6 separate regions of the Mus musculus genome follow, and all the other regions are linked to region 3. A link is a contact called in public HiChIP or PLAC-seq and promoter capture Hi-C data. All regions are on one chromosome and are shown on one strand. The core of a region is the stretch at or near the end of the contact, and the rest is flanking DNA. Distances in the headings are between cores, read along the strand shown. Region 1 holds the start of Gabbr2 (gamma-aminobutyric acid (GABA) B receptor, 2). Region 2 holds the start of Anks6 (ankyrin repeat and sterile alpha motif domain containing 6). Region 3 holds the start of Xpa (xeroderma pigmentosum, complementation group A). Region 4 holds the start of Shb (src homology 2 domain-containing transforming protein B). Region 5 holds the start of Exosc3 (exosome component 3). Region 6 overlaps Anks6 (ankyrin repeat and sterile alpha motif domain containing 6).

Region 1 (3,775 bases), core at 104-2,603, 800 kb after region 3:
CTGCCACACTCCAAGTCTAGGCTCCCACGACACGAACGCCTCAAGTGTGCACCTGCTCAGCGGTGTTAGCAGCTGCTGAACAAAAGTGGAAGCGCGATCGGACACCACCACACGTCCCGGGCTAGACCTGTCAAGCCACTCTATGAGCAACTAACCCAAGGCGGGGAGAGGGGGAAGGGGAGTCTCCCAAAACTGCTCCAGCTACTGCCAGCGCTGGACAGATCCAGGCAGCAGCGCTGCAGAACCCTCCGGGCTCCGAGGCTGACCGTGGCGCGCGCGAGCCCTGAGCTGCAGAAGTGCACCACAGGATCGGTCCTGCCCGAAGCTTGGCCCCCGAGGGTCCTGGAGCCCTCTAGCCCTAAAAGGGCGGCTTGGAATTTTTAGGGTCTGGGAATAGGCCCCATAGCCTGTCCAGCTGTGGCTGGCCCAGTTTGTAATCAGTGTGCGTGTTCCTCTTACTTGGCACCTGACAACCCTAGGAGCAGCACCGGACAGGGGCAACCGGCGCAGGCCTCTGGGAGTCCAACCTCTCACATCTCTAACTCCTCCTCTGGTCAAAGGAGACCCCCATTCCACACCCACACAGAGGTGGAAGGTGCTCACAGATCAGGGTCCCACCTGCTCCAGCCAAGCCCAGTGAGACCCTGATGGACCCAGTACGCGGTCAGCCAGCGAGGAGGAGACAATCACGGCTCTGTCCCTCCTCGACGCCCCCAGCCTCGACGGCATGGGTCACTGGACACTTACCTCGGTGTCGTAGAGTCGCAGGTCCAGGAAGTAGGGGCGCAGGAGTGACTCGTTGCGGATCTGCTCGATGGCTAGCTCCACGGCGGGGAGCACGCCGCGCCCGATGCTGCCCTTGGCCACCTCCTTGGTGAGCGGCATGAGGCCCATGATGGAGAGCGGCGGGCTGCTGGGCGGCGGCCGGGGGGCGCCCCGCGCCCAGCCCCAGGCCCCGGGAGCCAACGACAGCAGCAACGACAGCAGCAGGGGCAGCAGCAGGCGCGCGGGCGGCGGCGGTGGCGGCGGCGGCCGGGGCTGCCCGGAGCTCGGCGGGGAAGCCATGCCGCGCCGCGGGCTGCGGGCGCCAGCTCACTCGGCCCGCATGGCCTGGCCCGGCCCGCCGCCCGGCGCCGAGCTCTGCCCGCGGCTCCCGCGCAATGGCGCCGGCACGGGCCCCGGCTCGGCTCCGGCTTCTGCTCGCTCAGAACGGCCGCGGCGGCGGCGGCGGCGCCCGTGACGGATCAATCACGCCGGGAAGGGGTGGGAGCCAGCGGAGTGCGGGAGGCGGGGAGCCAACGAGCGAGCGAGCGAGCGAGCGCCGAGGGGGCCGAGTCTCCGCGCGCCTCTCTCCAGCGCGGCCGCCCCGCACCCGGCCGCCTCCTCCCGCCTCCGTGCGCGATCGCAGCTCTTTCCTGCTCGGAGCCGCGGGACGTCGGACCCTGGAGCCCGGCCAGGGGAGGGAGGGCGGCAGGAGGCTCGGGAGGCGAAGGCAAGGCTGCTGAGCGGCGGCTCGGGCCGCCTCCGGGGACAGGGACGGGCCGTGCGCGCCGGGGGAGGGGGAGGCGCCGGCGCTGCGGCTGCCGCGGGGAGGGCCGTGCTCCCGGCACACGCACACTCGCGCCCCGGGCGCTGCGCCGCGCCGGCTGCTGCGGCCGGCTGACCCCGCCGCCGGGGACTGAGCTCCAGAGCCCCACGTTCGGGGGAATCGAAGCTGCTATGCGCGGGGGACGCGGGCGCCTCGCCTTGCGCTTCCTGTAGCACCTGCAAGGTGGTTGGGTACTGCTTCTCCCAGGTCTGGGCGGGCGAGTCGAGGAAACGAACGTTCTACAAAGGTGTCCTAGGGGCACCAGCAGCCTGCGCTCTCCTGTGCCAGCTACCAGGGAACCTGGGACCCTTGATCCAGTCTGGAGTCCTTTGCCAAGCCCAGGTCAGGGCTGGGATAGGAGACCTATGAGTACTACCGCCTCCTCCAGGCGTTTGACCTCCCGGTGTCCCCAGTCCCAGAGGGCCCCGCCTTAAAATTCTCCCCTGGGTGGGAACCCTGTCTTCAGTCCCAAGAAGCACAGCCTGGACTTGGCTCATTCTGTCTCCCAGGTGGTATAAACACACTGGATAACCCCAGGCAAAGTAGTCCTGGACAAGATGAACCTGAGTAACCCCTCTGTGCCTCCCTGTGAATCATGGCACTTGTGAGCACTAACCTACAACATCCCAAAGCCTGACTAGTACAAGGATACATTACATTACATTATAAAACAGCCCATCCAAGCATTGTGGACCAAAAGCACGACCTTGTAACAAGGGTGGGAATTTAACCTTCACTAACTGCTTGCTACCTGACATATCTGATGTATCCTCAAAACAGCCGTATACGCTTAGTACAGTGGGTCTATCATTCCCGTTTTACAGAAGAATACACTGATCGATAATATACAGCTAATACAGGGGAAGCAGAATGCACAGCCACAAAGGACTCTTATGCACCCCTGATATTGGAAAGCCCTTCCAAAAGGAGGACATGGAGGCCACGGTGCTCTCAGTAGCTCTAGATCCCGTTCCTCCACACAGTTTGTAATGGGTCATCTAAATGGAGTCTGCATATTTGGAGCTGGGCAGGAAACCCGGAGGAAACCTGGAAGATAGAGCCCAGGCTGAATTGAGGACGGCAGTACCTTGGACAGCTCCAGAGACCCTGAGGCCAAATCAGCCAGGGCGCCTGCCCGCATAGCCACTTTCTAGGCGGCTATAATTCCTCCCCTCTCGGCTGAAGGTTTTGTACAAGAGCACAGCTCATCCAAGCACCCCCATCTTCCAGCCAAAAAAATAGTCTAGAGGTAATAGTCACCCCAGACATTCTAGAAGATGTCTCACTGACAGGAGGAGACCCATCTCCCTGCCCACCAGCTTGGCTCCAGGCCAGACTCTGACCTCATGCCTCACTTTGCTTGTCTGGGCATTCTGGCTCCCAGTTTCTGCCCTGATCTTGAGTTCCACTGTGGGTAACTGGAACCTTGGTGTTTTTCCTAGTTCTGAGTCCCTGCCTGCCTCAATCACTAGCCAGGAATCCCTGCTCTTGTATAGGTGGAGCTGGGCTGCTTTCAGCTACTAGCCATTCCACTTAGCTATATTCTACTTAGGAGACTCTCCTCCATGTTTGCCAGGAAGGTAAGGAACTGAAGAAAGCAACTCCAGCCATTGTCCCTGTTGAGTTGCTGTTCTGGTTGAGAAAAGAGACAGTATTTAGGAAGAACTGCATTTCAGGGTTCCGATGTGAGGGAAAACCCATTGGAGGTCAATACATCAGGAAAGAGAACTGAGACAGGTGAGGTCAGGCTAAGATGCAAAACAGGGAGTCTGGGAAGTGCTCACTACAGTGACTCCTTAGCAGAGGCTTAAGGGAGCTAAGACAGAAAGACAGTGTCCCATGAGAGGAAAGGGCCCAGGACAAGGAGCAGGAGGGAGAACGGTAGGCTTGAGGACAGTCAGGGGCCAGGGTGGCTGAGGGAAATGAGTGAATGAGGGAAAGAGCAGTATGAGCCAAGATCAAAACCAGAGTGATCATCCAGGGCCCCGGTGCTGGGAGGACATTGGCTGCACTGGCGGAATGGAGAGCCACAGCACACTGCCACGGTCTGAGCCACTGGACCAGGCTACTCTGGCAGCTGAATAAAGATCCATTAGGCCCAGGAAAGGGCAGAGGCAGGCACACCAGCCATTATGCTCAGTTCATGGCAAGAGTCAGGGTAGAAGCAGGGGAGGTGGCCATGGCTGG
Region 2 (3,801 bases), core at 883-3,382, 860 kb after region 3:
TTTATTTATTTATTTATTTATTTATTTTGGTTTTTCGAGACAGGGTCTCTCTGTATAGCCCTGGCTGTCCTGGAACTCACTTTGCAGACCAGGCTGGCCTCGAACTCAGAAATCCGCCTGCCTCTGCCTCCCGAGTGCTGGGATTAAAGGCATGCGCCACCACGCCCGGCTCAGCTTTTTTAAAAAGTACAAAGTAATGCAGAGAAGGCCCGGATGAAATCCAGGCCTGAGCCTAAGAGACCAGGGCGGATGTACTGACAGATGTGGACAGACAGAAGTGTCATCCTGAGTCTAGGGCAGCTGCTGGTGACAGGCACAGCCAAGCACTTGTTCCAGAAAGATCTGGAAGCTCTTCAAGGGGGCAGGGGCAAAGGTATACCTGGAGCAGAGGAGTATGGTGGGAGACAGCTACAGAGGTATCTGCGGACAAGGGTGAGGGGATGGAGAGGAAGACGGAGGGGGGTGCATTCTGGGGATATCACAAGCCATTGAGGGGGTACCTAGGCAGGAGAAGGCTCACCTGGAGGAAGAGTAGATACTGCCCCTAAGGGGAAAGGGACCTAGGAAAAAGGTTTTACGGTCACCTCTGCTGCCCTGGCATTCTCCACCGGTACAACCTGCTATGTGACTGAAAGCTATGCTCACTCTCAGGACTCTCCCTCTAGGGCTAGAGAGATGGCTCAGCAGTTAAGAGTACCTGCTGCTCTCAAAAAGATGCCAGGTTTGGTTTCTACCATCTGTGTCTGTACCTCCAGTTCCAGGATACCCATCGCCCTCTTCTGGCTTCCCTCAGACACCAGGCACACATGTGGTGCACATATACACAGGCGCTCATACACATAAAATAAAAACAAATCTAAAAACAAAACAAGCATTGTCTCTTTTCTTGTTTTTTTACAGCTCAGTATATTTATACGAGTCAGAAATCTAGAGATGGATTTTGCTGCCTCTCCCAACCCCTTCGCAGGGTCACACAACCACGAGGATCAACTTCAGGTTTATCCAGGCCACTAATTGTCTCTTCCTTGGCTGCTGTCTTCCTAGCCAGCCTTCCTGACTCTGGCCCATCTCTCTGCCTATTCTCACAGGTGCTGAATGTAACTTACCCGAAACAAAAGTCTGTTCCGGTCACAGTGCCCTGTGCCTTCCACACTCCTGATCATCCTTAGATTGTGGGTTTCTGTTCAGCCCCAATCTGGCACCTACTTTCTTCCTCCAATGGTGGGCTTGTCTCCAGCCCCCTCTGGGTCGCAGCATCCTCCCAGTTGTCTGACCACCTTTCATCACTATGTGTCTGCAGTGTGCTTGTTCTCCCTCGCTTCCTCGTTTTCCGGTCCTGGATAACTCTTACAAATCCTCGAGTCTTAACACCTCATTTCCACTAAAAATCGCCTCTATTCCTCCAACTGGGTCAGCTACTACTGTCAGACCTTCCAGATCAAGAATGCTACTTTATTTACCCACCCACCCCACTCATATCCCCAAAATAGGGACTTAATTGGATCCCAGTTATCTATTCGGTCAACCCCCAAAGCCAGGGTGAGTAGACAGATTCTTAGGAGACCCTTGATGCAAAACGGAATGAATGAACGTCTAGAAGATGCACTCCGCAGCCTCCACACTGTTCAGAAGCCAAAGTTTCTAACATCCCTAATCTTGTGTTTCTGAAACCGCCCTTTTATTTCCATCATACAGATGACCAAAAGGCAAAGCTCCAAGTCTGCCATTCGCACTCTCACGAGTCCCGGACTCTCTCCTTCCCGGTCCCCGCTCACCTGGCCGCCTGCATGAGCGCGCTCCAGCCGTAGTGGTTGCGGCTGTTGACCGAGGCTCCGCGGCGCAGCAGGAACCTTACGAGTGGCTCGTGGCCACCGGCCGCCGCCAGCTGCAGCGCCGAGTTGCCCGCCTCATCGGAACAGTCCACCGGCACCGGCGCCCCGGCCTCCGCTGCCCGGACCGCCTCGGGCCCTGCCGGCTCCGCTCCCGCCTCGGGCCCCGCGACCGGGTCCGCGCCTGGCTCCAGCAGGCGCCGCGCCGTGTCGGTGTCACCCTGCTCGCAGGCGCGGAGCAGCAGCTGCAGGCCGGGGGCCAGCGCGCCCTCGCCCATCGCTGACCGCCCGCTCCGCGCCGCCGCCCGCTCCCACCCCGGGGCCGCGCGCGTGCCCGCCGTCCGCAGGCCCGCCCCCTGGGTGCGCGCGCGCCTCCGGGGTCGCGCCTGATGGGTACGCGCGCGCAGGGCCCGCCTCCCGCCTTGGAGGGTGGGCCTGTGACTGTGCGGTCACTCTTCAGTCTTCCTGTTCGTTCCTACTGAATCCGACCTCTGGGCCTAGCTTAGAACTCATCTCGCATCTCTACCGACCCCAGACCGGCCCGCATTTCACTAGCGCTCCCTAAACAGTCGCAGGCTGAATCGGGACGAATGGGTCAGCCCCGTCGTTTGCCGGAGCAGCCCTGCAGTGCTGAGTTCTTCATCTGTGTCAAGCTACCCGCCCATCTATCTCTTGTTTTTGACAGGGGGGGGGGGGGGTCACCACTACCGCAGTAACTTACATGTTACAGATAGAGATTTTTCTAGCCACACCCCAGACCCACTGTCGGAAACTCAGTGTGGGACCAGCAACTGTTCTGGTCCCAAGCCCTCCTGTATATCACACAAACAGTAGGAACCACCGACTGGTCCCCAGGGCAGTCCTTGTAGCCACCCTAGAGTTTCAGATGATTATTCCAATCTACAGTAGACGAGTGACCGGGAAGGTTGTATGTTGCTATAGTCTGCACAGATCTGCAGGCGCTGCTGTGGCTAGGACTCAGGTCTTCTGACATCAAGTTCATCTCTCTTTCCGGACTCAACAAGTATGTATTGGATGCCTGTTAGTGCCAGGCACAGCTCTTCGTGCCGCGAACGTTTGCAAGATAGCATCTCTGCCTTCTAGGATCTGACCCACCCATACAGGCTATAAAGATATGCTGTGGTAATAAACTTGGCTGCTGAATGGTAGTTGAGTGCTGTTGACACAGTAAACGGAACATGAATCCAAGCAAAATCGGGTAGAAGGTGGAGCATTGTTTCATAATTGAGCCAACAAGAGAATTACTGAAAATATAACACTTGCAAAAACCTTAAGGAAGAGAGTAAGCCATGAGGACATTTTGGGGAAAAGAAGCTAATTAAGCAGAAAGCAAGACGCAGTTCACAGCATATGTGTCCTTACAGCATGGACACTTCCATAGGAAGAGACAACTGGTTTCCCTAGATGGTTAGTAGTGCCCGCCCAAACCCAGCAAGAAGCCAGACATACAAGGCAAGGCTGTTACATGTCCCAACAGTGTGTCATGATAACAGCGTAACTGTTAGGTCTGAGGACAGTTATTGAAAGTGTCCCCTGACTTCCACATTTGTTGTATGGCATGCACAGGCACACACACAATAAATAAATATGTCAGCTATGGTGGTGCATGCCTTTAATTACAGCATTGGGAAGCAGAGGCAGACAGGTCTCTATGAATTTGAGGCCAGCGTGGTCTGCATAGTGAGCTCTGGGCCAGCCAAGGCTATATAGTGAGTCCTTTTCTCAAAAACAAAACAGAATAACAACAACAACAATAATAAATATAATTTAAAATAAACAAATAAAGTGGAAAGCTGTGTAGGAAGATATTCGACATTGACCTCTGGCTATCACATACCCACATGTGGTATATGCCCATAATTATAGCACATAGTACATAAACAGCGTGCACACACACACACACACACACACACATATATGAGCAAAAGAAAAACTCCAACTCATAGCTGTA
Region 3 (3,945 bases), core at 651-3,150:
AGCTGGGAAGTGTCTTTAAGAAGCGCCCTGAGGACCTAGCCGCAGAAGCAAGGAGCAGAAGTGATTCCCTGTGACAAACAGAAAACGGCAAACGGAAGGGAAAACTGCCAAAGCCCAAGGGTTAAAACTCACACCAGGGTATAAACCTCTGAAGGAGAAAGCCCTTTCTCCCCAGGCTGGTGAGTGAAATGAGGGGCAGGGCGTTCAAACGAGATACGGAACTCACTTGCTTCCAAGGGCAACAACACTTACCAGGTAGACTGACCGACCCTGCCTAACTTCGGCTATTTTTCTTTTTCCAACCCAGGGTCTTGAGCACACCAGGCAAGCACTTGACTACTGAGAAACATCCATGGCTCTCCTAGTTTTCAGAGTCCAGGCCTCCCTAACTTGCTCAGGCCGACCTGGAACTCTAGCCCTGGCAGTTCTTGAACTCAAGATCCTCCTGTCTCAGCCTCCCCAGCAGCTCTGGTCACAGGCCCAGCAATCAGGCTACTACTTCGGCTACTTCTAGCTTTCCTAGTGCTCTGGACTTCTCGTGTGGAACTGAACTATACTGTCTCTGCACTTGCCAGGCTGTCTGACGTTGTAGAAACTCTCATGACTCTAGACGTTGCCAGCAGGTAGATGGACATTGGTAAGCCATTTATCCAACAGTGTCCATCCGCCTACAAATAATGAGAAACTGAGGGTGCAATTTCGGACTTACAAGATCTGCACTATAACCAACAAAGATAATGAAAAGTACTTTTTACTTTACAAAATGGTAAGTAAGGGCTTTCGATTTATTTTGAAAGATTCAAATCTAAGCTAGTTAGTTACAAGCCAGCTCTGCTGGTCAAGAGCAACAAATCAAATTCAATGGCAAGTCTAAAGGTACAAACAGCCATAAAATATACGCATTATTATTTATACCTGCTGCCAAAACAAGTACTTAACACACACACACATATGTGTGTGTATATATATATAAATATATACATACATATGTGTGTATATGTATATATGTATATACATACACACACACACACACACACACACACACACACACACATATATATATATATAGTGGAGTTGTGAAAGAGGGATTGAAAAGAAGTAAATTACTTTTGTAGAAATAACTCGGGTGAATTACTCCAAAGAGCAATACCAGCAGCCTAAAGCACAACGGACATTAAAACCGGAAAACAGCAAGACAGGGGCTACCCTAAAATGCCAAGTATAGCCAAAATGAACCCAGGGCAACATGCCACTCAGTAAAACAGGGTTACCAAGCCCTGCCCTTTCCATTTTCCAAGGTGTCCATAAGAATACAATAGAGTAACTCCCAAGTGCTAGGCTCTGCGAGTGTTATTCTACTTTGAGCCCTGGAAGGCGCGGCCCATGTAAAAGACTGGGTCAGGGTCAGTTCTGCTGGGTGCTGGCCTGGGAGACGGCGCAGGCTGAAAGCTCTGCACCATAGACGTGCCGGGCAAAGGGCACGACAGGGAAGGCCAGGGACCACAGAGACGCGGGCGTGCTCGGCTGTTCCCGCACACCGAGCCAGAGCGGGCGGCCAAGGCGCAGCGGGAAGGCCCGGGATGCGGTCACAAACCCGCGGGAGGGAGGCCCTACGCGCGCCCGTGGAGGGGACCCCACCTCCGGTGGCCGCCGCCGCGGGGTAGGGCCGCGCAGCCAGCCGAGCCTGGCGCAGCATCAGTGCCCGCTGTCGCTTCCGCTCCACGCTCGCGCGTACGGCGGCCGGCAGCTGCGCGGGCTCGTCCGCGGCCACGGGCTCAGGTGACGTCTGCTTTTCCTCGGCCGTCGCCATCGCCTACACACTCCGTAGGAAGGGAACGCGTATTGTTGGTGAACAGCGGAGCCACAAGTACCCGGCCCTACTCCATCACCAGGCAAGGAGAAGAGCTACGCATGCGCAGTCGAGGAGTCCTGGTGGAAAAGCCTATGAAGGGCGAGGCAGTACGCCTGCGCAGCCGAGGAGTGGTGGCGGAAGAGATGATAGTGCACTTGTTGACAAACAATCCGGACTAAGCGATGGGGGAGAATCAGGACTTTAAAGTCATCCCTGTGTTCCAGACCAGCCTGAGCTACATGAGACCCTGTCTCCAAAAGTAAAGAGAACATGGAAAAGAGCATTGGGAAAGAATGGCTGTGTGACAGCTAAAAAGCATGAGAAAACAGGAAGGCAACAGAGAAAAGTGGGACGTGGTATGAGCTCCAAACCCAGCTGCGGGCCATGGGTAGAGAGCCAAAGCCATAGCCACATGGAGAGCCAGACAGCCCCATGACAACAGACTGGCCATTCTATACACAAATGAAACCCTTGTTTTCATCCAGTGGGGGAAACGTGATGTGGCAGTGACTCCTCCTGTGTGAGCCATCTTTCCAAAGATGGCTTTGGAAAAGAAATGCACATTGTTACTCCCCGTGTTTTGGACCGATGTGCCAGGGGGCTTGTTCATAGCATAGCTGCTCCCGAAAACCAAAAGCTGGAATCTACCCAAATGTCCATCAACTTTTGAATGGCTAAACAATGCATAGTATTACCATACAATGAACTATTTTTCTTCAAACATGAGAAAAATGAAGCGCTGGTCCATGCTACGACATGACTGAACTTTGAAAATGTTACTCTAAGAGGAAAAAGCCATTCACAAATGCATATGTTTATGTGAAACTCACAGAATAAGCAAGCCCGCCATAACAGAAAGCAGTCCAGAGGTTCCTAGAGTTTGCAGCTAAGGAGTAACCAGGAGGAGATGCTCCTCTGTAGGTATGAGGCTGCCTCCTGAGGTGATGAGAATTCTAGAACTAGACACTCTTGATGATTGTGCAACTCTGTGGATGTATTTTCTGGCCAGAGCAGGGAATCTGAGCACCAGAATTATAAAGAACCCCACCTCCACCCCACCCCTGGGTAGCACCAAACCTTAAGTGGCAGCACCTGTGATGACCACCACAGTCTCTGCACATTTCTGGCTTGGTGGCTGAGGGAATGAGGTAACAGGATCTCCCCCAAAATAACCTCTGAGAGTGGCCAGTGCTCAGAATCCTCTCCCCCACAAAGCACCGAATCTGACAGGTTGCAGGGTGTGGCTCAGGTGCGTCCTGAGCCCCAGTGTTTTGAAACTCTTGGCAACTTGTTCTTCCTTTCCAGGTTAACTCCCTCTCCTTTGGCTCAGGGACTTTTTGTGATAGAGTTTCAGGTAACCAGGTCTGAACTGTGAGCTGGCGCCTCAGCTCAAAGCAGTCTCCCTCTTCAGAAAGGAAGAGTGCTCGCCCTCATCTGTACACTCCACTGGGTGACAAAGGCTACGGGTTTGCTCAGAGCAAAACACATGAGTCACTTGGTGGGGGTACAAAAGGAAAAAGGGCAGGGACAGCAAACCAGGGGCCCTGTCCTTGCCTCTTCCCATCCTGTCTCGAGGAAACCATGACTGTATCCACTTTCCCACATTATACCTCCTTCACCTCCCAGACTGACAGATCCTGACTAAACAAGGAAGCTGCGTAAAGGACAGAGAGCATTGAAACCCCAATGGAACTGAAGGAAAGTAGACTCTGAAAAAGGGAATCCAGGAAGATGGGGTAAGACACGGACAGAGGCCGTGCTCAGACTGTCTCTCTGTGTGCATGACTGGGCTGTTTTTCCTCTGATTCCCTGAGGTTTTGGCCCTTAAATGCAGTCACCTTGGCCATCACTGGCACCCACTCACAACAGAAGCATGTCTTTGAGCAGGTTTTCATGTCACTGAGAGCTCCCGGGCTGAGGACCCAGCACACAGCAATGAATTAGTCCTATTCTTCCTCTCCTGGAGCTTCCGGTCTAATCTGGTCTGGTCACATGACCACCTGTCACACTCTTATCTGAAAGGACTCTCTTCTCCACACCTTGAAGCTCTTTCTTGATATTTCAACTGGATATTCCTTCTTTGCTCTTCTGAA
Region 4 (4,055 bases), core at 174-2,673, 670 kb before region 3:
TTGGGGAGCAGGAACCAAAGAGTCGGAGTCTAATCACCATCTGGCAAAATGAGCGCTGTAGCCTAGACCCCAGGATGCCAGAGCAAAGTTGATGCAAGGGATGGGAAACGTGGCAGTGCCTCAGTTCCCCAAGCGCACCAATAGCTTTGGAGCTTACCTTATCTTTCTGACCAGCTCCGGTCTCCTCGGCGGAGCACTTGTTGAGCAGTTTTTTGCCTCCGCAGGTCGTCGGGCTCCAGGTACGGCCGCCAGAGCACACGCCTCCCGGAGGGTCCCCCGCAGCGCTCGCGCTCTCCACTTTGATGAGTCGGTGCTTAGGGGAGATGTAGCGCACCTCCGCCGGCGTCGTCGGCCGCCGCTCGCTGCTGCTGCGGTAGAGGTGCGGGGAGCCGGAGGATGAGGACGAGGACGCGGCGGCGCCCGCTCCCGCCGCCGCGCAGCAGCAGCCCGCAGCTCCCGCTGCCGCCGTGAAGGCGCGCTGGCCCCCGCCGGGGTCCCCGCCGCCGCCGCCGCCGCAGTAGTCCAGGCGGCACATAGCTCGCAGTTTGCGCAGCGACGAGCCCGGCCCGTTGTACGGGTCCTCGAAGTCGCGCTCCTTCTGCGCGCGGTAGGCGCGGATGAGGTCACTCGTGCTGCCGCTGTCGTCGGGCAGAGAGCCCGACGAGGCCGAGAAGCAGGCGGCGGCCGACCCACAGGACGCCGAGGACGCCGAGCAGGCCTGCGGCACGGCCTGCGGGGGCTGCTCTCGTCGCTCGCCCCGGCGCCGCTGCTCCCGGTAGTCCGGCCTCGGCGGCTGCGGCGGACTCTTAGTCTTGCTGTTGCCCAAGCTGAAGTACTTGTTCAGCCACTTGGCCATGGCGAAGGGCCGCCTAGGGCCGCGGCGCGCGAGCCCGGTCCGCCGCCGCGGCCATTCGGGGGACAACGCTGTCGCCCAGTCCCGCAACGCCCCTGCCCCGGTGGGGGGCGTGCGGGGCACCGGTCGCCAAGTTCAAGTTCTCGCAGCCGCCGCCTCCTGCCGGCCGCCGCCTGGCTCCGGCCGCTGCTGCACAGCCCTCCGCCCCTGCCGCGCGCCGACCGAGCTTTGGATCTCGCGCCCCGCACAGACGTGTCTCATAGGGACCCGGGCCGCCTAGAGCGGAAGGCCAGGCGCCCCCCGCCGCGCACGCCCGCACCCAGCGCCCCCACCCTCGCGGAGCGCGCCCCTGCCCCGTGCGAGCCGCGGCCAGCTGCGGGCTTCTCGAGTGCACGGGGGCGAGCCCGGCCCCACTGCGGGTCGGAAAACAAGCGAACGAATGAGGGAGGCGGCCGGCGCCTGGCGGAGCCCGCGCGCCCCTGCCCGTCCCGGCGGCGCCTGGCTCTGCCGCTGCCTCTGCTGCCGCCTCCCGAGCCGCCGCGTGTGTGACACTCGGCCGCCAGAACCCGCCCAGCGCCGCGGCCCCGCCCCTTCCCGCAGGCCCCACCCCTCCGCCAATGCCACGCCCCTCCTAGGCCACGCCCCCGCGTGCAGCCAGGAACCTCCTCACGACTGCACGAGCCACCTCCTGCGGCCGCCTGGGCGCCAGCTCCGGGGTCCTGCCCTAGGGCGCCCGCGTCCTGCGGCTTGGCAGGCCGTGCCTCCCTCCAGCAGGGACTGCGGCTCTTTGAAGCCAAAGCAGTCAGCACAGTCCCTGGGGGCCCACGCGCCGTGCACTCTAGGAATGGATGTCCACCATCGAGGTGGTAGGCAGGCTGGACTAACGCACGACCTCTAGTTGACCGAGAGGACCATGCAGAGGAGATGCCCTAAAATGAGAGAGTGGCTGTCCCTCTTCTCTTTAAAGGGACAGAGACTCCGGTTCAGCTTTTCCGGCGCCGGGTCTTCGGAAAAACTCTTTATGCTAATGAGTGTATTAGCAATCCAGATGACGGATCCGGACGGGATAGGCGGCTGGGACCAGGCGGGGCACCAATCCCTGAGCAAGGCTAAGGGGAGGTCGGACTGTTTGCTTACCTTTTCACCTTCTAGGAAGTGGGGCTTTAACCCTGTTCACTGCCAACCTAGTGGAACCAGCTATGTAAACATTTAACGCTTAAGGTTGCCGGAGCTGGCGAGACTCTATTTAATCCAGAGACAGTTTTCCAGATGGAGAAACTGAGGCCCCGAGGTAGATTATACATGGATGACTAGGATCTGGTGGCACTGTGATGATGTAACTTAAGACAATGGAGTTATTATCCAAACGTGAGGAAACCCAGGCCAAAGGGGGGTAGCTTTCTGAGTCTGCTCTCAGAGGGGGTAGCAGGAGCCTTGTCAAGAACAAAATACTGCCTGAAAATGAAATAAGATATCTGCCTTCTAGATGTTAGATATGTTTGGAAGTTCTATTTGGCCAGCCCCACCCCCCATCCCCCTTGAGTACCTCTGAGCTGAAACCGTCCTTCAGAATGGTGATTTGCCAAAATAACACACTGTGACCGTAATTTCACCTGTCACCTGTACATTATATATAGGTTGGACACACTGTTTTTCCTGTGTCCTGTAGGAACAGTAACCTATCGAAGTAGAGAGCAAATCCAGGATCTGCTAGTACTGGAGGTCAGACTCTCATCCTGAGACTTCGGGACCTGGTAAGGCACAATGTGACCTCTTCCAAACTCTCCCTGCGACCTACCAGACTCAGGCTCCAGCGACACCACACTAGAAAAAGGCAGACCCATGACTCCGAAGGCTCCAATCTATCTGCTCAGCCCCACGTAGTCAGACTACTTGCCTCTCTCGTTCCCTAAGACCACTTGAATTTCCCAAACCCCACTGCTACCTGAACCCCAACAATCTCCGATAACATTCCCACTTATTTCTTACCTGAGACCTATTCATTTAGCATCCTTAGGAAATAGTCTTAAACTCTGCACACAGGACAAGGCTGAACGTTTGGTGTGTGGAGCATAGATAGGGAGAGACCCCAGAAGTTGATGCTGAGATGCTTATTTTGGGTATCCCTACACTTATATGTCTCAAATTACCCTTTAAATCCTTGCTCTGCTGCGCAAGCACTTAATCATGCTGCATGGAGGGAGGCCCCAATTAAGGGGAAAAAACCTGACCGACCAGGACATCCTCGTTTTAAGCCCCACCCCCGTCCCGCCCCCTCCCTCCAGCTTCTAGGCTCAGGAAGGAAAGGAAGCCAGATCCTGGCAGTCAGCCAGGCCACCTGGGCCAAGAAAGTCCTCCCCAGGGTCTGGAGGCCTGTTCTCTGCTCCCTGCATGTGTGCTGCACATGGAAACAGTATCTTGCTTTTCTGAAGGTTTAGGAAGCGAAGTTGTATTTCACAACTTATTTTTTTCACATTCTGCTTTCAGCTGGCCACAGAGTCAGAGTTGTCGCTCCTGTAAGGTTTCTTCTGGGCTATAATTTGCAAGCCAGAATTATTGTAATGCTATAGTATTATGCCAAGAGCTTCCAGAGTCCCTGTGTAACTGCCTGGCCCCTAAACACTGTATATAATTAACCCCAGTCAGTATCCCTGCAATCTGATCTTATTCCTGGTTTACAGATGGGGTGGCTGGCCTAAAGTGGTATTTACTTGATACAAGCAAGATGTCTCTGGGTGTTTTCCTTTGCGTATAGAGACACACCTTCAGAGATGGAGTCAGAAATAGTAATTCTGAAGAGAAACATAAAATCTTCAGGAAGATAATGGAGAAGCATCCTGCCTTGTGTTTCAGGGAGACAGATGCTTGTAGGAAAATCATCAGAGTAGCCAGAAGATGAGCTCTCTCTCTCCAGTCACAGCTTCCAGGATTCACAGAGGAGAAACTGGGACCAGTGGCAGAGAAACAGTCAAGAGGAACTGCTGTGGGGCTGGTGAGATGGCTCAGTGGGTAAGAGCACCCGACTGCTCTTCCGAAGGTCCGAAGTTCAAATCCCAGCAACCACATGGTGGCTCACAACCATCCGTAATGAGATCTGACTCCCTCTTCTGGAGTGTCTGAAGACAGCTACAGTGTAATTACATATAATCAATAAATAAATCTTAAAAAAAAAAAAAAAGGAACTGCTGTGATTGATAGCCAT
Region 5 (4,002 bases), core at 425-2,924, 880 kb before region 3:
TGTGATTTGAACAATCCTTTTTTTAATGAGATTTTTTTTTTTAATGAGTTCATAAGATTGTTGCCCGCTCCTGTCAAAAGTGAGACAAAGGGGTTGGCATACAAAAGATAAGAGAAGGAACAAATAAGATTGAGTGACTAAAGACCCTTGAGAGTTGAAGAAAAAGCAGCAGAGAGGCCAGCACATTTCTGGCTCAGGTGTTCAGGAAGAACATGGCTAAACTACCCAGAAAGCCCAACCTGAAAACCTACAGAAACAAGATTACTCTTCTGTCAGCTCCAGCTCCAAGGATTTAGAGCCATGATGAACAGATAGCCAATAGTGCCCATGGCCCTTAGACTAGGGCCATTTTCCTCATGGGGTGGATTCAGACATGACAGGTAAGGAGGGGGATAGCAGATGTAACTCTTCAACCCGGTAGAAAAGAACCAAGGCTGCAAACATGACATACAGCAATACTTCTGGAGCCGCAGCGCCTGAGAAACTCTTATAAACTGTCTTGGAGAACTGGTTTATGCTTTGAAGACAATTCAAGTAGCCCTCTGGATAGTTAACTTTCTCGGGAGTGGATATTTTTTCTTGTTGAAACCAAAGACTCCCATTATTACCTGCACATTTGGTCTGTTTCTTTTAGTTGCCCCTTCAAATGCCAGGTAAGACAAAGACGCTGGCTCACTCCCTCCAACATCAACTTTGAATATATCTCCAGATTTAGCGATCACTATGCCAATCACGTGGTCCCCTTTCACAGGTACATACTAAAAGCAGAATGAAAGAACAGTCATAAATAATACAAATATCATTACAAAATATCTTCTGAAACTTTCATCTAGGTTGATCAGGGTGGGTCTCAACCTATCCAGCCAACTCATACTCCCCATGTAGCTGCAACTACAAAACCGGCCCGCACCAGTCCAACTTTATGAACGTCTAATTCACACTTGATCAAGTTTCAAGTTTTCTCAGCATCCTTTACAAGTCTGGTGGCACAAGAATCTTTACATTCAAGGAAACCCACTCCATTTGACATTATTCCTAAGTGAAAGCTCTTAATTATTCTATGGGAATTTTAATTCCCTGTGATTTATTTGGACTCATTGCAACTGGGACACCAAATGGCAACCCCGAGGCTTTGGGTTTTTCAAGACAAGATCTCACGGAACCTTTCTCTCCTGTCACCCTTCTCAGGATGTGTTCCTATTGTGGTTCCTCTAAAGAAGATGCAGAGAGGGGGCTAGAAGCCACCGCGGCTCTAGATTCGCCTTAACCTATGATCGCTTGCAGGGGGCCCACTTTCGCGGCAGCGCCGCCTCTCCGACATCCGCTCACCCGCTTCTGCTGCGAGTCCACCCAGTAAACGCCGCCGCCGCCTCCGCTGGGCTCCTTGTGACGCAGGCGGCCACACTTGGTGACCAGCAGACGGTCCCCGCAGCGTCGCAAACCTGGGCCACACACTACGCGCAGCCTCGGGCGCGCACCCGCATTCAGGCGTAACGGCTGCTCCCCGGCGCCGCCAAGGCCGTCTACGTCCTCGTGGTCCGGCAGCACCAGCTCCTCCCCGGGGAGAACCACCTGATTCAGCACCTTGTGCACGGCCCGTGCTCGGCAGCCCGCCACCGACTCCGGTCCCGCGGACAGTACTTCAGCCATGGCAGGCGTCACCATCGCAGCTTCCGGTATCTACTTCCGCTTCCGCTACCCGCCCACCAGGGTCATCTCTTTCCGGTGGTTGTGGGCTTTCTGAGTTGGACTTGAGCTTGGGAGATACTCGCTTCATCCCATGGGTGCTACTCCCTGCCCTGTGTCTGTAGCTTCACGGTACCTAATGTAACAATCTCCCACCTCCTCCCACACACATCACACCTTTTCACCTACTTGAGTTCATCTCTTCAGTGGCTTGGGAACATCGGTAACTCAGGAATTCTCCCAGCTACTTCTTTGGGAGCACACTAACAGCTATGTGAGAAACTGTTAAATCCAAAACCCACAATGTGCAAGAACTTAAGAACTTACAGTTTTCTGACTTTGGGGTTATCTGTGAAACCAGCGTTTCTCTGTCGGCATCTTCAATGAGTAATTGATTCAGTTCTCCAACAGCACTGAAGGCCTTGGCATTGACTGAGATCAGTTGCTTGATGCTTTGCTGCCAACTCGAGTTTATAGATTTTTTTTTTAGGGAAGGGGCATCACAATTCCTGCAAATTTGGTAAAATGCTGGCAAGCCATTTAATCCCTGGATATAAGGGACAACTGAAATACAAGTGCCCCAGCCAAGTTGTTAATTAGTGCTATTGAAAGACTGAGAGTAAGACTCCGAGGTAGGCAGATAAGGAGAGGAGCCACGGCTAGGTAACAGGTGATGAATTGTCAAGTTGGCTAACTTCTTCCTCAACCTCAACCTCCTAACTCAATACAAGCTTAGCAGCCTCAAAAAAAGGCTGTGTAGGCTTTTGTGTAGAGGGTAGGAGGGCATGTGCTTCCAGGTAGTCCTATAGAAACCAGAATTGTTAAACATGCAGATCTTTTTCTTCAATGGAAGAAATTGACAGCTATTCACTTGGAAGGCTGGAATGGAGGTTGTTGAATACCAGGTAATTTTACCATTCTGTGGAGCTAGCTCTCACCTGAATCCCCCTTTTCCTGAGCATTTCCAGTCCATAGACTCCATCCTTATAAGAGAGATCTCATGGATTTGAAAAAGAGTTTGCTATTATGATTATAAAAACCTTTCCTCCCTAGGCTCTTCTCCTGAGCATGTTTTCTCAGTCAACAGAACCCACTCTTGTGGAAGAGGTCATGGTGCTTTTCAAGAAAACATGCACTTTGCAAGGGAGTTTAGATATAACCGTGTCCTAAGCTTTGTGGTAATAGTTGTCACAAGAAAACCTTTTTTTTTTTCTTTTGAAAGTTTTACTGTTTAAATAAGTAATAAATAAATAAATAAAAATAAACTGGAGTCAGACTCCCGAAGTTTGTACCAGCCCGGCTAAGTCATGCTGAACCACGTTTACTTCTTACTTTCTGGGGATCCGCTGGCAGCAGAGCTTGCAGGGACCCCCACACTTTTAACTCTCACCTGCAACAACAGCAAGCCCCCTGCTGATGGGCCGGTTGAACAAGTTCAAGGCCTGCACAGGACACATTACACAACAGTTCTGGCCTAATTCACCATCAATTCTTTATTCAAATCGACCAACCCTACATTTGGGGGAGGGGGGGGGGAGAGACTCTTCAAAGACTTTAAAAACGCCAGTTCTCCAGAAAAGATTGGATTTGGGGTGCTGAATCCCCTATGTATTTTGAAAAGGGTCTTTTTCTTGGTGTCCAGTTTGTGGTTTTCTTCACTCCTCATAAAGAGCTTTCTTCAACAGCTGATTATGTCGTCTGCATTTGAGAGGTTTCTGCTTCCACCTGTCGAGCGCCATTTTTTTTCCTTTCAAGCCCCCTAGACTGTACCACTTGGTTAGTCTCTCACAGAGAGACGTTCTCTGGGCAGAGGTAAATTATGCTTCTTTCTTCCTTTATAACTCAGGTCTCAAAAAACGATAGGTATTCTGTGACTAACCAACCAAGCCCACTTTAATTCAATGGCTCAATGCTATGCCTTTGGTGTATTCAGTGATGTCAGGCCTCTGAAAGGTGGAGAAGGAGAATGAACGTTGCTCATTCTCAGGACTGGTCCTCAGCACCTACCCTAGGTAGTTTGGAGTTTCCCAAGGAAATAGAATACAAAATCTAGGGCAGGAGCCATACCCGGTGCACTTCTTTTAGCAAAGGGGCAGGAGGTAGCCCACGCGTGGATTCAGAAAACAAAGGAGGCTAAGTCATTGGAGACTCAAGGCCAGAAAAGGCGGGCCCTTGCAAGCACCACCCACCGGACACGCCCGCGAGGGCCTCGAGCTGGAAGGCTTGTCGCCTGAGCCCTGCCAAGTTTGTACTTCGAATCCTCAGGTTCCTGCGGTAGCGCACCTGCGTGCAGTTAAGAGTCTGTCTCAAAGCATC
Region 6 (3,709 bases), core at 739-3,238, 840 kb after region 3:
AGCACACACAGTACTGTAAGGAAGGATCCAGTCTGAGGTGAGCAGAGCGCGAGGCCTCACCCCTATGCTCTCCCTCCAATGGGTGACCCCAGAAGCCTTCTTGGTGGCCTCCTGGCTCCTGGAACACACATTTGTCTTCTGGGTGCTCAGATACCTCTTGTAGGCGCCGTGCCTGCTGCTCTAGGCTCCATGGAGGAAGGGGTCAGGAATGCTTGCTGAGGGAACGAATCCCGAGCACTGACATCCGGGAACTTGGGGTTAGTCACATTTTCAAAAAAGGCAGCCAGGGGAAGAAATCAAGGGACGCTCTGCCTATCGGACAGTCCTACCTCACCTCACTCAACGCACCAGGATCCCTGTCTCACTAGGACCTGAGAGTGCCCAGCCCTGGGACAGCCTTGCCTCATGAACACAGCAGAAATCCAGGTGTCTGCTGCCACTCAGCCACCAAAGCAGCAAGACCTGTTCTGAGACCTCGTCTACAACTTACTCACTTACTGCAAGCACACTGTAGACCGTCTACACACCCAAAGACACCTGGCCTGCTGACAGGGACTAAGCTGGGCAGCTCAGAAACCGGCAGATGGCTCCAGATGAGAGATTTTACTGAGGTCAAAGGGACAGGTGTGTCCTCCCACAAAAGCACCAGGAGTGCACACAGCGGCCCCCTAGTGTGTGTTCTTGGTCACAGCCCTGAGCAACATTATATAGTTGATTAGAGTCCAAGAACCCCATTTCTCACCCTCCCCCACCAGGCCAATGATTGTCAGTACGTCATTCCGCAGGTCACTTCTTCCGCTGGGTTCCACTTCCCTCACCAGCTGAAGGAGAGGTGACAGAGCTTGAGTACATGCTCACACCGTGCTCCCCAGGGAGAAGCCAGAGGTCCCTGCCCCCACACCCATCCCTGCAACACTTTAAACCTTCCACATGCTGTGACCCTGGGTCCTAGTGTCTGAGGTCCCTCTGCTAGCCACACACCCAGATCTCTGTGAGCAGTATCACGGTCCAGCAACCGGGCGACTTACACCGTCTGTGCCCACACAGCCCACGGGGTGGGCCCTGCTGGCTCTTGGGGGTAGTGCAGTCTTCGTGGGGTCTGCCTTCCCGTTGTGACATGTGTGGGACCTGTCAGAGCTCCACAGCTCAAAGCTGGACGGGGGCAGGAAGGGTGGGATGACGGCCTTTAGCTTGTCACTGGGGAGCCGGGGGAAGGGCGCTCCGTTTCGCAGCTGAAAAAGATGAGCCAGGATTAGATGGGCCCTGGAAGCTCCCTCTCTGGGGAAGGAGCCGGGCTCCCTGCACCATAGATGACAGAGCCTCTGCACACTTCTCCACTGGCAACGGGAGCCCAGACAGCATTGCAGGCTCTCCTTCCAGTAACCCAGGGCACTGTGGCAAGAGGAGGGTATGGACAGGAGACAGCAAACCAGAGACTAAGAGATGCTAAAGTAGCATACAAAGGGGATGGGGCAAAGAACATTCCAGACATAGGATGGGCAGAATATAGGCATGCCTAGAGCCAGGGATACAGCAGGAGGTGCAGAGACACAAAGCCAGCATGTGCCATGCTGGGATAAGCATAAGGGGCAGAAGCTGGGGGCTGCAAGCCCAACCACACTCCCTTCACGCCCACCATGCCCTGGCCATGGCTCCACTGTGGACATTTCTTCAACTGTGACATAATTTTACTCTGTGAACCTACACTGGGGTCAGTATACAATCCACACCGCACTGACTGTTGGATGTCTGCAGCAGCATTCCAATGTCCACGTTTATTTTAATTAAGGGAAGGCTGAACATGGTGCCAGATGGTCCTCCACAGGGACAGACATCCCACGGTTAACCCTGCCCCGGGGGTGGGCAGGCGAGCAGGAGGGCAGCTTTGCACCAGTAGCTGCAAACATCCACCCTGGGGCCAACAGCACCATGGGCCCGCAGCTATCCATCCACCATGAGCCACCGAGTGAGCCCACTGGTGTCCTCTGCTGCACACAAGCAGTAGGACAGAAGAGTGCCAAGGCTGGCAGCAAGCCTCCCAGGCTTCTTTTCACAGGCTAAGCTGTTTCTCCGCCAGTCTGTAAATGGGCATCATCCTCTCTGGAATGGACAGGCTTCCCCTATCTGACAAAAGCTGGGCTAGATACTCAGGGCAGCCAGCCCACCACAGACGGGCACTTCTACGGCACTTCTGGAAGCAACGACTTTCACATTCTTTGCCTGAGGGGTGTCAGGAAGCCGAGGAGACTGCAGTATAAGGATGTTCACAGAGCTGTTAAAATTGCAAAGAGCTACAGAAGCCCCTCCCTAACTCCCAGGGGTCTGTCTTGGGTGAAGTCACTCTGATGGAATGTCCTGTCACACGGCTATTAAACATGATGTGGCTAAACAAGGTTTTAATGACATGGAAAAGATTATGGGAAATTGTTAATAAATCAGTTCCAAGACACTGAGGGGAAATGGTAATACCACTGGTCGTGCGCAGCTCTGGGGAGGTTGGGTGAGAATGTGCACAGAGCTGAACACTTAGGAAGTGCTGAGGTGTTTGCTGGTCTTAGTATAACCTGATTCCACAATCCTAGATACTAAAAATGCTTAGAAAAAAAACCACAAAGGATGAAAACTAAAAATGCCACCGTGACTCACTCTGGATGTGTGATCTTAATCATCTTGGGAGACCCTAACTACACCCAACGGACAGGCAAAGTGTGGACAAAGGCAGAGACCACTTGCTTGGCAGCTCGGTACCTAACTACCCTGCCTAGGCTTGGTAGGCAAGTTGCTCCGGCTTGCCTGTCCTTGACAATACTGCCCTCTGCTGGCCAGAATTAGCATCTCAGTGCCAAGGTGCTCTAACCAGGAGAGTCTTGGTACCAGAGAACATCAAGCCCAGAGAGGTGAGGTAACAGTCAAGATCAGACAGCACTAGGCTGAAGGCCTCCCGGGAGACAATCTCCTTTCAAAACTACCGCTGGGATGATAACCACCCCTTAGTTAGAGGCAGCTTTTCTACCAGGATCTACCTTCCACATCTCTTTAGCAATGACATTCCTGTTGTTTAATAGGAACCTGGTCACCTGGACAGATTTCAGGGGCCAGTCTGCACAGTGTGCTGTGGCCACGTGACTCGACTGGAAGCCTTCTGCCCTGAGCAGAAGTGACATGGGGATCCCCTCCCTCTTCCTCACTACACAAACTGAATGGTTTTCCTTCACGTGACATTCAGTGTCACCCCAGAGCCTCAGCCACAGAACCAAGAGATCATAGACGGGAACTTCTAGAACATATGCTAAAAACAACCAAAATGAAAAAAACACAAAAACCAAAATGAAAAAAAAAAACAAAAAACAAAAACCTTCCTTTTAAGTTTTACTCAAAATGCTCTGACTAAGCATTGGAAAGTCTAACACAGGACGTAACGGCCAGAGCTATGGAAGCCCTCTTGGACTATGAGGTAATCTTGATCAATAGAAACCTGAGAATAGACGAACTGAGGTCCCCAACGCTGTGGAGTAAGCTGCTGTCTCATTTGTGTCACTATGACCTCAGGGGCTTCTAATACTCTTAGCTTACCCTAATTCTAAGCTTACAGGTCAGGAAACTGAGGCCCTTCTAGACTAGAAACACCCCTTCCTCAGCTCCCCCACTTAACCAGAATGGTGAGTCTTCCTGCTAATGCTGGTTGCCTGTCAATTTCTCCCATCTGGTC

What was found. Promoter capture Hi-C pulls out the DNA fragments that hold promoters and counts their contacts. HiChIP or PLAC-seq counts read pairs in DNA pulled down with a chosen protein or histone mark. Capture Hi-C pulls out chosen DNA fragments and counts their contacts.
Region 1: a contact with region 3 is called in a promoter capture Hi-C map of liver, with 2.4 times the contacts expected there. The contact joins the promoter of Gabbr2 here to the promoter of Xpa in region 3. A contact is called at or near these places in 3 of 39 promoter capture datasets (neutrophils, pre-B cells and stem cell-derived epiblast-like cells) and 1 of 9 other capture datasets (liver).
Region 2: a contact with region 3 is called in a promoter capture Hi-C map of adipose tissue, with 2.3 times the contacts expected there. The contact joins the promoter of Anks6 here to the promoter of Xpa in region 3. A contact is called at or near these places in 5 of 39 promoter capture datasets (hippocampal neurons, liver, pre-B cells and 1 more), 1 of 484 Hi-C or Micro-C datasets (cortical neurons) and 1 of 9 other capture datasets (adipose tissue).
Region 4: an H3K27ac HiChIP or PLAC-seq map of microglia shows a contact between it and region 3, with 6 times the contacts expected there. The contact joins the promoter of Shb here to the promoter of Xpa in region 3. A contact is called at or near these places in 1 of 484 Hi-C or Micro-C datasets (CD4 T cells) and 2 of 115 datasets of contacts at active chromatin or transcription factors (microglia and pancreatic cancer cells).
Region 5: a contact with region 3 is called in a promoter capture Hi-C map of liver, with 5 times the contacts expected there. The contact joins the promoter of Exosc3 here to the promoter of Xpa in region 3. A contact is called at or near these places in 7 of 39 promoter capture datasets (the 3T3-L1 cell line, 3T3-L1-derived adipocytes, hippocampal neurons and 2 more), 1 of 115 datasets of contacts at active chromatin or transcription factors (memory CD8 T cells) and 1 of 9 other capture datasets (embryonic stem cells).
Region 6: a contact with region 3 is called in a promoter capture Hi-C map of hippocampal neurons, with 2.2 times the contacts expected there. The contact joins the enhancer-like site here to the promoter of Xpa in region 3. A contact is called at or near these places in 3 of 39 promoter capture datasets (3T3-L1-derived adipocytes, hippocampal neurons and pre-B cells) and 1 of 484 Hi-C or Micro-C datasets (cortical neurons).

Annotation. Positions count from the first base shown.
Region 1 is chr4:46,990,361-46,994,135 of GRCm38.p6, forward strand. It overlaps Gabbr2 (gamma-aminobutyric acid (GABA) B receptor, 2), which reads right to left and starts at 1,354. Exons shown (of 19, transcript NM_001081141.2): 1 at 748-1,354. The coding sequence starts at 1,065.
Region 2 is chr4:47,055,174-47,058,974 of GRCm38.p6, forward strand. Anks6 (ankyrin repeat and sterile alpha motif domain containing 6) reads right to left here and starts at 2,133. Exons shown (of 16, transcript NM_001356426.1): 1 at 1,776-2,133. The coding sequence starts at 2,107.
Region 3 is chr4:46,194,411-46,198,355 of GRCm38.p6, forward strand. Xpa (xeroderma pigmentosum, complementation group A) reads right to left here and starts at 1,901. Exons shown (of 6, transcript NM_011728.2): 1 at 1,639-1,901. The coding sequence starts at 1,810.
Region 4 is chr4:45,529,405-45,533,459 of GRCm38.p6, forward strand. It overlaps Shb (src homology 2 domain-containing transforming protein B), which reads right to left and starts at 1,424. Exons shown (of 6, transcript NM_001033306.1): 1 at 158-1,424. The coding sequence starts at 856.
Region 5 is chr4:45,318,942-45,322,943 of GRCm38.p6, forward strand. Exosc3 (exosome component 3) reads right to left here and starts at 1,675. Exons shown (of 4, transcript NM_025513.4): 1 at 1,330-1,675; 2 at 609-758. The coding sequence starts at 1,650.
Region 6 is chr4:47,034,688-47,038,396 of GRCm38.p6, forward strand. It overlaps Anks6 (ankyrin repeat and sterile alpha motif domain containing 6), which reads right to left. Exons shown (of 16, transcript NM_001356426.1): 9 at 1,029-1,232. Among named protein-coding and RNA genes, the nearest start is that of Anks6, 21 kb to the right of the region's middle. Within about 2 kb of position 1,989, at least 39 of the 459 cell types and tissues checked have an H3K27ac peak or open chromatin away from gene starts, as enhancers often do. A contact at or near this core is called in cortical neurons and hippocampal neurons, where this site is marked.